2 separate regions of the Ovis aries genome follow, and region 1 is linked to region 2. Evidence: chromatin contacts called from public Hi-C data. All regions are on one chromosome and are shown on one strand. Each heading gives the region's core, a stretch centred on a gene start, on an enhancer-like site or on the middle of the called end of the contact. The rest is flanking DNA. Distances are from core to core; before and after follow the strand shown.

Region 1 (4,083 bases), core at 382-2,881, 990 kb before region 2:
ACGCCACTTTCTTACTACTTTGCTCTTTAATTCCTGGTGCCACCACCTGCAAGCCACAACTCTCCCCAGACACTTTCCAAAGTCCTCCAGGTTTTTCTCACGTTATACACTCCCTGCTGCTAAGGCCTAATACTGTAACTGGCAGTAACGTTACTCGCATAATAAGAAAGCTCTAGGTAGACAGAACTTCCAGAGAGCTGAAGCTTGAAAGAGGGATACGTGAAGTTTGTCAGTGGAGGAGGACACCAGTCAGAAATGTTGACTGCGGCTTAAATTATATTTACATGTTTTCTTTTCTCATCTTTATACTGATGTTGAAAGGGAAAGACTCGGAAAGAAGTGCAGCAGGCTGATACATAAATAAACATGCAATGCCCGAGGATACACATAACACTTATGGCAGAGCTACTTATGCTAGTGCATAATAGATCATGGTGATGCCAGCTCCATCACAAGGCGCACCAGGCTAATCCAATTATTTAAATGATTATATACTTTTCGCTGGAGTGGTAGACAAACACATAAAATATTGACATTGCTTCCATAAATATAATATGAAAAATAAGCTTTGAAAATCATTCCTACAGAACTCTCCTCTGCAAAGTCCCAATGTCTTTATTCTTTGCAAAGAATGGAATCAATTTCTTGGAGCTGGGCTCCTGCACAACCCAAAGGTACACACTGCTCTCTTACCTGCTGCAACTCCTATTAACATTAATGGGATGCACATATGTGCATCGAAAGGGTAAATGCCTTAAGTTTGCATGACAGAATCCTAATGAAGTAGCTGGAAAAAGCAAATCACTGCACATGTATTCACACTTTCCCCTCCCTTTGCAGGAAACCCCACCACCACCACCTTGCCCCCCCCCCCCCCCCCCCGACACCCGCCCCCCAACAGCACACACATTTCATCAGCCCACACTGTGGATAAAGAACCTGCTGGATTTCCTCATGGAAAGGCAACACCTTGTTACACTCTGGGGATCTCCCAAATGGCTCCATCTCCAAGCATTCCTCAGAGTCTTCACCCTATACGACTCTCAAATTGGCCACACGTTTCTGTCCATCTAGTATGTCTTACCATCCCCAGCTTCATCAAAGGGTGTGGCCCTTCCCACAGCAAATGTCCAAGTCCCCATATTTAAATTGCATGGAAAAGGAAAAAAAGAAAATCTTCCCTGTTCTATCACCTTTGTTTAAAAAATGGACTATTCTGTTTTCATGGACAGATGAAGATTCCAAAACAGCCTCATAAAAATAACCTCTGAATTACTAGTTTCATACCAAACTACCAGTGAATCTGACCCAAAAAGGCAACATGGGAAGGAGAGTAAAGAACAAGAATTAGGAAAATAAGAACCCATTAACTGAGACCAGTTCTGCACTGGTTAACGTCTGGGGCTGCTGATAGAGATATGTGTTTCATGGCAAGGCCAGCGTGTAAAATGAAAAAGATCTTTAAACTCATTAAAAAAAAAAAAAAATCAAGCACGTTGTCAGCTTGGTCCAGAAAGAGAGAGAGAGAGGAGGGACACAGCACTGGCAGGAACCTCCAATTCCTGACCAAACCCTCTTCCACACAATGACTCCAGAAAGCAAAGGAACCGGGGCGGGAGCCAGCCTGACGCTGGCGGACAGACAGGGCTGGCCGCGCAGGATGTCGGAGCGCCAGGCGGCCGCGGAGATACCGGGCGTTCACACACCCGCCGGCGGGCTGTTTGGCTCTTCAGGTAATTAAACGAGGAAGCGGGGTGCTGGGGGCGGGCCTGACCCCGAGGCTCCCGGGCGCCCCGGGTCTGCAGACCGACTTCCGCGAGAACCGCCCGGAGCATCAACACAGCAGCTCTCTCCTCCCTGTTTCCTTCTGCACCTCTTCCTAAAGCTGACCCAGAAACACATCCTCTCCACACAAACAGCCACACCAGGCTCGGAGCCTCTGTGTGCTGCAGAAACCTTTGTGCTGTTCCCTGCCAGAACCCTCCAAATTTTAAAAAGCAAAAAAAAAAAAAAAAAGCCCTCATGGCAGGAACTTCCTCAAGATTCATCTAAGCCACATCTAGGGGAAAAACAGGGGCATCTTCAGCAAGATGTGTTACTCAGAATACTACCCCGCTAATCATGTGTCTTCGCTTGCACCCATTTAAAGTATGAATCTTTACCCTTAGAAAGCTCCCCAAGAAGTCACTGATTTTGATAAACTAGTTCACAAATGAAACACTGGTGGTATGGTGTAATGAACACTCTTCTTTTCCGTTTTGATAACGAGCATTATGGTAAGCAAATACCACCTAGGGTCTGGTGTATTATGCCTCATCCAAAAGCTTAATTTTTTAAAAAATTCTAAAATGTTTCTTCTCTACAAAGAAAGTCACTAGGAGAACTCAGGAATGTTAAAAACAAATCCCTTAAAAGATAAGAAAGTAGAACATGCACATTAAGTAATGATTAGAATCATATAAATAATATATTCTTTCTTCATCTCAGAATCCATAGAGTAAAATATTGGCTGAAAGAGACAGAGAGCAAAAGAGAGACGAATACAAAAGCATGCCTGCTTGTCTGTGTTCAACACAAAGAACATTAAATGAAAACAACTGGCACGCTGCCAAATTCCTATAGAGGCAAAGAGATTCAAATAAATTGATTTCACGCATCACACTGACCTGGGATCAGTGTGCAGTGCTACAATAAGCTCAAAGCTCCATGTGGGGTAAAGCCCATTAATGCTATCAGACCTCTCCAACATGAGCAAGAAAAACGAAAAATAAATGCAAATGCTCTCAAAACTCAGCAATTTTGCTTAAGAAAATAACTTTCTTCTTTTCCTAATAAAGATACAAATATCTGAAGGTACACAGCACCACCTAAACATTTTTATTTTTAAAAACACAAGTGTGGCTTTTGAAACACATACAGTATCTTAAAATTGGTACTAATAAATATCCCATTTGAACATAAATACAAACACTTTGCAACAAGTTTCCTACGTCACAACTGCTTCCATTCTAATGCCCGTGCATTAGATGACCAGTTAATTTTTTTATATGACAAATACTGGACCCTTTCCTTAATGGCTTATAAGAGCACGCTCCTCAGGCTGGATACCACTCCTAACTGTCCCAAATCTGCCCAGTCCTCACAAAGACACACAATAACACAGCTGTAGAAAACTGGACATTGTGCATATTTAGGATATACTTTAAAATACTAGGGGAAACACAGTAGCATTTTGCCTTTATCATAAACTCCCATCAAAGCTGGTGACTGTCCCTAAGGCATCATTTCTCTCCTGGCCTCCCAAAGAGACAGGCTTGTCTCCTGGTGACCCCCGCCTGGCTTCAAACAGGGACCAGACTCTCCAGCACCACCTCAGGCCACTGTTGCTTACTGCCCCAACTGTTCACCGGCTCCTAGTTCTTTGTTTTTTCTGCTTCCAGATTACAATCCCAAGAATCCAATGGACTCCACATTTTCTGTAAATTTAAAGTATGTGATTTCTGTTTCTCTCTACTTCTTGGCTCAACCCCATATTTATCTATATACACCCTCTACCATCACACAAAAAAGAAAAAAACTAGGAGTAAACTTTTCAATGCCACATGAAACATAAAGAAGACCCAACAGTTATAAAATAGGCAAACACACACAATTAGATACATATATGCACATATATACGTGTGTGTACATACATGTATACGTATACTGTGTGTGTACACACACATCATTCTAAGTAAGCATACTCACACACACAAGAAAGAGAGAGAAGAAACTCAGCAGGGTGTTTTTGATACCTGATGCTGAGGCTTGGCATTTACATATTATAACAAACAAAATGCATTAACTTGTTTTAAAATATGTCTCTGTCATGCATTTTTGCTTTAAATGTGAATCTTCCATGCTGCAACGGTCACAGAGATATGCCACATGACTGGAAGAGAGCACGGTTGTAATGGTGGGGGGAGGGGGGCCGAGGTGGTAAAGACTCTGACACTACATACCTGCAATACACGCTCAAGTTTTAAAATCCAATTTTCTTTTCCAATTTGAAATCTGCACCTTATATATTTTGATCATACTGTT
Region 2 (4,196 bases), core at 956-3,455:
AATACAGTATTTTTTAGCCATGAGAAATTATATTATAAAGGTCATTCATTTGAATTAAAGAATTCTAGTAGCATATACTAAAAGTAATGTTTTTATTTGTCAAAAATGGACTTTGATAGAAGAGAAAGTTTGTGTATTTAATGTTTGTCTAAAAACTACAATTTAACATTTCCCCAAACAAGTTGACAATAATTTCTCTTTTCATTTGCTTAAATATAAGAATATTCTTTGAAAGAATGATCAAATGGCATTTATAATAAAATTCAATTTACATGGTTTTAAGAGTCAGCTATAATTTATTGATCATTGGTAGTTCATGTTTGTTAAATACTAAAAAAATAAACTTTTTTTTAAAGAAGAAGAAAAAGGATTCATTGAAGACCATAAACTAAACTACAGTTAAGATGCATTTTGGAAGACATGGAAGAGACCCAACTCTCCTCCTAGTACTTTTGGATATAAATTACTCGTCACTCTTTGAAGTGAGGCAAGATAGGAGAGTAATTTTCTTAACACTCAAGAAGTTGATCGAAAACAGATGTTCCTTATCCAACATCCACTTATGTTTCGAATTGTGTCTTTCTCTAAGGGGAGAGTCAGTAGTTTCCCTTGGCTTCTCAAAATGGTATATACCACCAAAAAGGTCATTCATCATTGAATTAGAAAGTAATCTGTCCCAATTTTCTCAGACTATGCATATACTTGAAAAAATCTAGTGATATCAATGGGGAAAAAATGTATGCAGGACATTTCAGGTACTACGTAAGAAGAGCTAATACTGAATCAACAACAGAGATCATATAGACCAAAAAAAAAAAAAAGGTTAAAAGTGTAATCAGTAACAGTTTACAATTAGCTCTCCTTACGTTTTATAACCAAAAGGCACATAGGTATCTCCACTTCCCAGATGAGAGAAGTTATGAAGGTTACTGCCCAATGGCAAATATTTCCTAACAGCGAGATTCTTGATTTTTAGGTCAATCTTCTTCCTACTGGTAACAGGCACTACAAGCTTCCTTCTTGGGGATTTATACAGTAAACCTAGCACAAGGAAGTAAAAGCAGACTTTTAGTTTCTTTGTGTTTTCTCTGTGGATTGTTTGCTCTGCTGAATCATTAGGGGCCAGACGATGGGGGCAAAGAAGAGATCTGAATGGTTATCTATGGTTTCTATCTCACAGTTAATCATTAAATGGGGCATTGAAGCCAAGGAGGGCTTCAGTTACTTAGTACCAACCACCCTTCTCCATAAGAGGGTCTGAAAGGGAGATCATACATTATTAGGACCTGTCCAATAATGACTTGCCTCAACTTCCTGAGAAGCTCCTTGAACTCAAACAGCAGCAGCAATCAAAAAGACTTCCAGGTGGAAGAAATCACATCTCTTATCTCCCCTGTCCTACTCATCCACAGGGACACCATTACCTTGTGGCTTCAAGCATTCACCAAACCCCAGGAAAAGGCTCATTCCCGTCCCACCATCCCGGCAAATAAAGCCACCTCAAGCTGCCTGAAACCCTTCTCTGAACGTTTTCTGGTCTGCAGATCCTTGTTCATTTTGGAAGGCGAGGAGCTGAAGTGTGCAGAGGAGTAACGTGGGAGAGGGAGGCCTGAGTGGGAGCTCTGTACCCACTACACCGGAAAAGCAGGACAGTAAAATCAGGGGACGCTAGTTCACTGAAGGCACAACGGGGGCCAGCTCCAAGCCAAGGGGAAGGCCGCGGGGAGGCGGGCCGAGCCCCGCTTCGCAGGGCCGGGCGGCCAGAGCCAGACACGCTGGCAGGGCGGGGCCCGCCGTTCCTTAGCAACCGCGGCAGCCACGCCCACCCGCGAGCCCCGCGCCCGCCGCCCCACCCCCACCGCGAGCGCCCCACGCGCCCGGAAGGCTCCTCACGCCACGACCGTTCCTACGGGGTTTCCTGGGCTCTGGGGTCCTCCACGGCCAAAGACCCCTGCCCGCCCACCTCCGCCCAGTACGCCCAAGTGCGGCTCCCAGGGGTGGACCGAGCGTCCCCTAAATGCACTGAGGGCCCAGTGAGGAACCGCTTTCGCCCCCAGACCCCGAGCTTCACGGGCAGGGCCTCCCCAATCCCCTCGCCGCCCCTGCCTGACACACACACACCACACACACCTCAGTTCAGCCAGCGCAAGGGCCGACCAACTACGTGTCCGGCTGGAAATGTTGCTGTCCACGGTCCTGTCACTCAGGGGAGGGGGCGGGGCGAGCCTGCCGGACTCCCAGAGGGCGGCACGGGGAAGAGGCGGGCTCGACGGAAGGGGGCGGGAGCAGCTCTAACCTGCGCTCCGATTGGCCAGGCTCTCTGTCTATCCTCTCTTAGAGCCCCCCGACGGAAATGCGCGGGCGATGTGGCCTTTCCTCAACGTTTAACGGGATACTCAAGCCTTCACTCCCGCCTAGCAAACTGACTCTAGAAATTGAAAATAAGGACGGCCACTTGTTTTTAAATATAAAACACAGAAATACGTTCTTTTGATTATTGAACTTTTCTCACCACATCCCCATCCAAACTCTTTGGGGGACATCCCTGGAGGGAAGGATGAGCTAACTGTCTAGGAAAGCAATGTTGTTTGCAGGTGCAAGCTTTTAACAGCCTGATTAGTTTAGGAAAGGTGATTCTTGAAACCTAATATTTAAGGTTTGGCGTTATATCCAGATTCCCAGTTTTCACACCTTTCACACATACGAAATGGGAATGAAATATTGTTACTAGCTGTCTTTTGCACAGCGTCTGACGATTGAATGATTTATACCTGATATAATCCTCACAACACCCAGTGAAAGTTTTATCCACAATCTATGGACAAGGAAACCGAGTCGGAGAGTGACATTCATTCAATTGTCAAAGTGCCTGCAGTCATTATTTTTATGCTGTGGTAAAATGAGCTTAAATTTCTTTTTTAAAAACATTACATGACTTCCATTTTAATTTGTGTCTCATTAAAGTATAAGTCACTTTCCTCTAGGCCAGTTCATCAAATCTTTCAAAACAAACAAGTGTATGAAAACCTTGAGAAAGGAATAGCTTACGAAAGAGACAAGTATAAACAGACTAGAAAATTCTGTGAGATGTCCCAAGATATCAGGGTCAGGAATTGAGTCTAAAACGTAATTTTATTTTCTGTCCTTCTAAATCCTTTGTTGGTCTCCAGTTCCCCTTCCAGAAATAGCTGTAGCATTAAATGGAATTATCTTAATAGTCTTAACTAGATTTGCATGTGTGCAGCTTTAAAGTGGGAGAAGGCAATGGCACCCCACTCCAGTACTCTTGCCTGGAAAATCCCATGGCCGGAGGAGCCTGGAAGGCTGAAGTCCTTGGGGTCGCTGAGCGGCTTCACTTTCACTTTTCACTTTCATGCAGGGGAGAAGGAAATGGCAACCCCCTCCACTGTTCTTGCCTGGAGAATCCCAGGGATGGGGGAGCCTGGTGGGCTGCCATCTATGGGGTCGCACAGAGTCGGACACAACTGAAGTGACTTAGCAGCAGCAGCTTTAAAATAGTAAAATCCTTTTTCTGTATTATACCATAGTATCATATATACTTATATTATACCAATACCCAGAAGTGTTTATCTTGTCAGATATCGTAGTAAGAAATAAAATAAAAACAAACAAAAACAATGCCTTTGGATAAGTGTGTTGTGAGTCAATTAAAATGGCCACCATACTATGATAAAACTGTTGGAGTAAAGGAAACACATTCCAGTTACAAATGATTTTATCCTCTTAACGTACTAAATTTCCAAATTCTTCTGAAAGTTTGCTAGTTATGAATCATTCTGTACGAAAAGTGTTTTCATTTATATAACTCATGATCTGCATTATGTTACTTTAATATTTTAAAAATATGTGGTTTTACGCTAAAATGTGTTCTGGTTCTAAATTAATAAGTATATTGTATAAATAAATACTGTAAGATTTAAATTAAAATGGCGAATTATTTATTTGAATCTTTTCTCAATTGCGTATTCAAATCTCAGCAAATAAATATCTGAATAATCTTACCCGTTTAAGGGATTCAGTCAGTTAAGTCCCTCAGTCATGTCCCACTCTGTGACTCTGGGGCCTGCAGCATGCCGGGCCTTCCTGTCTAGCACCGATTCCTGGAATTTGCTCAAGCTCATGTCCATCAAGTCAGCGATGCCATCCAACCATCTCATCCTCTGTTGTCTCCTTCT

What was found. A called contact is a pair of places that touch in the nucleus more often than the background predicts.
Region 1: a contact with region 2 is called in a Hi-C map of tail adipose tissue, with 2.7 times the contacts expected there. The contact joins the enhancer-like site here to the promoter of TRIQK in region 2. A contact is called at or near these places in 2 of 16 Hi-C or Micro-C datasets (skin fibroblasts and tail adipose tissue).

Annotation. Positions count from the first base shown.
Region 1 is chr9:85,208,994-85,213,076 of ARS-UI_Ramb_v3.0, reverse strand. All of the region lies in intron 2 of RUNX1T1 (RUNX1 partner transcriptional co-repressor 1), which reads right to left. Among named protein-coding and RNA genes, the nearest start is that of RUNX1T1, 30 kb to the right of the region's middle. Within about 2 kb of position 1,631, at least 16 of the 54 cell types and tissues checked have an H3K27ac peak or open chromatin away from gene starts, as enhancers often do. A contact at or near this core is called in tail adipose tissue, where this site is marked.
Region 2 is chr9:84,216,524-84,220,719 of ARS-UI_Ramb_v3.0, reverse strand. TRIQK (triple QxxK/R motif containing) reads right to left here and starts at 2,205. Exons shown (of 6, transcript XM_060393516.1): 1 at 2,131-2,205.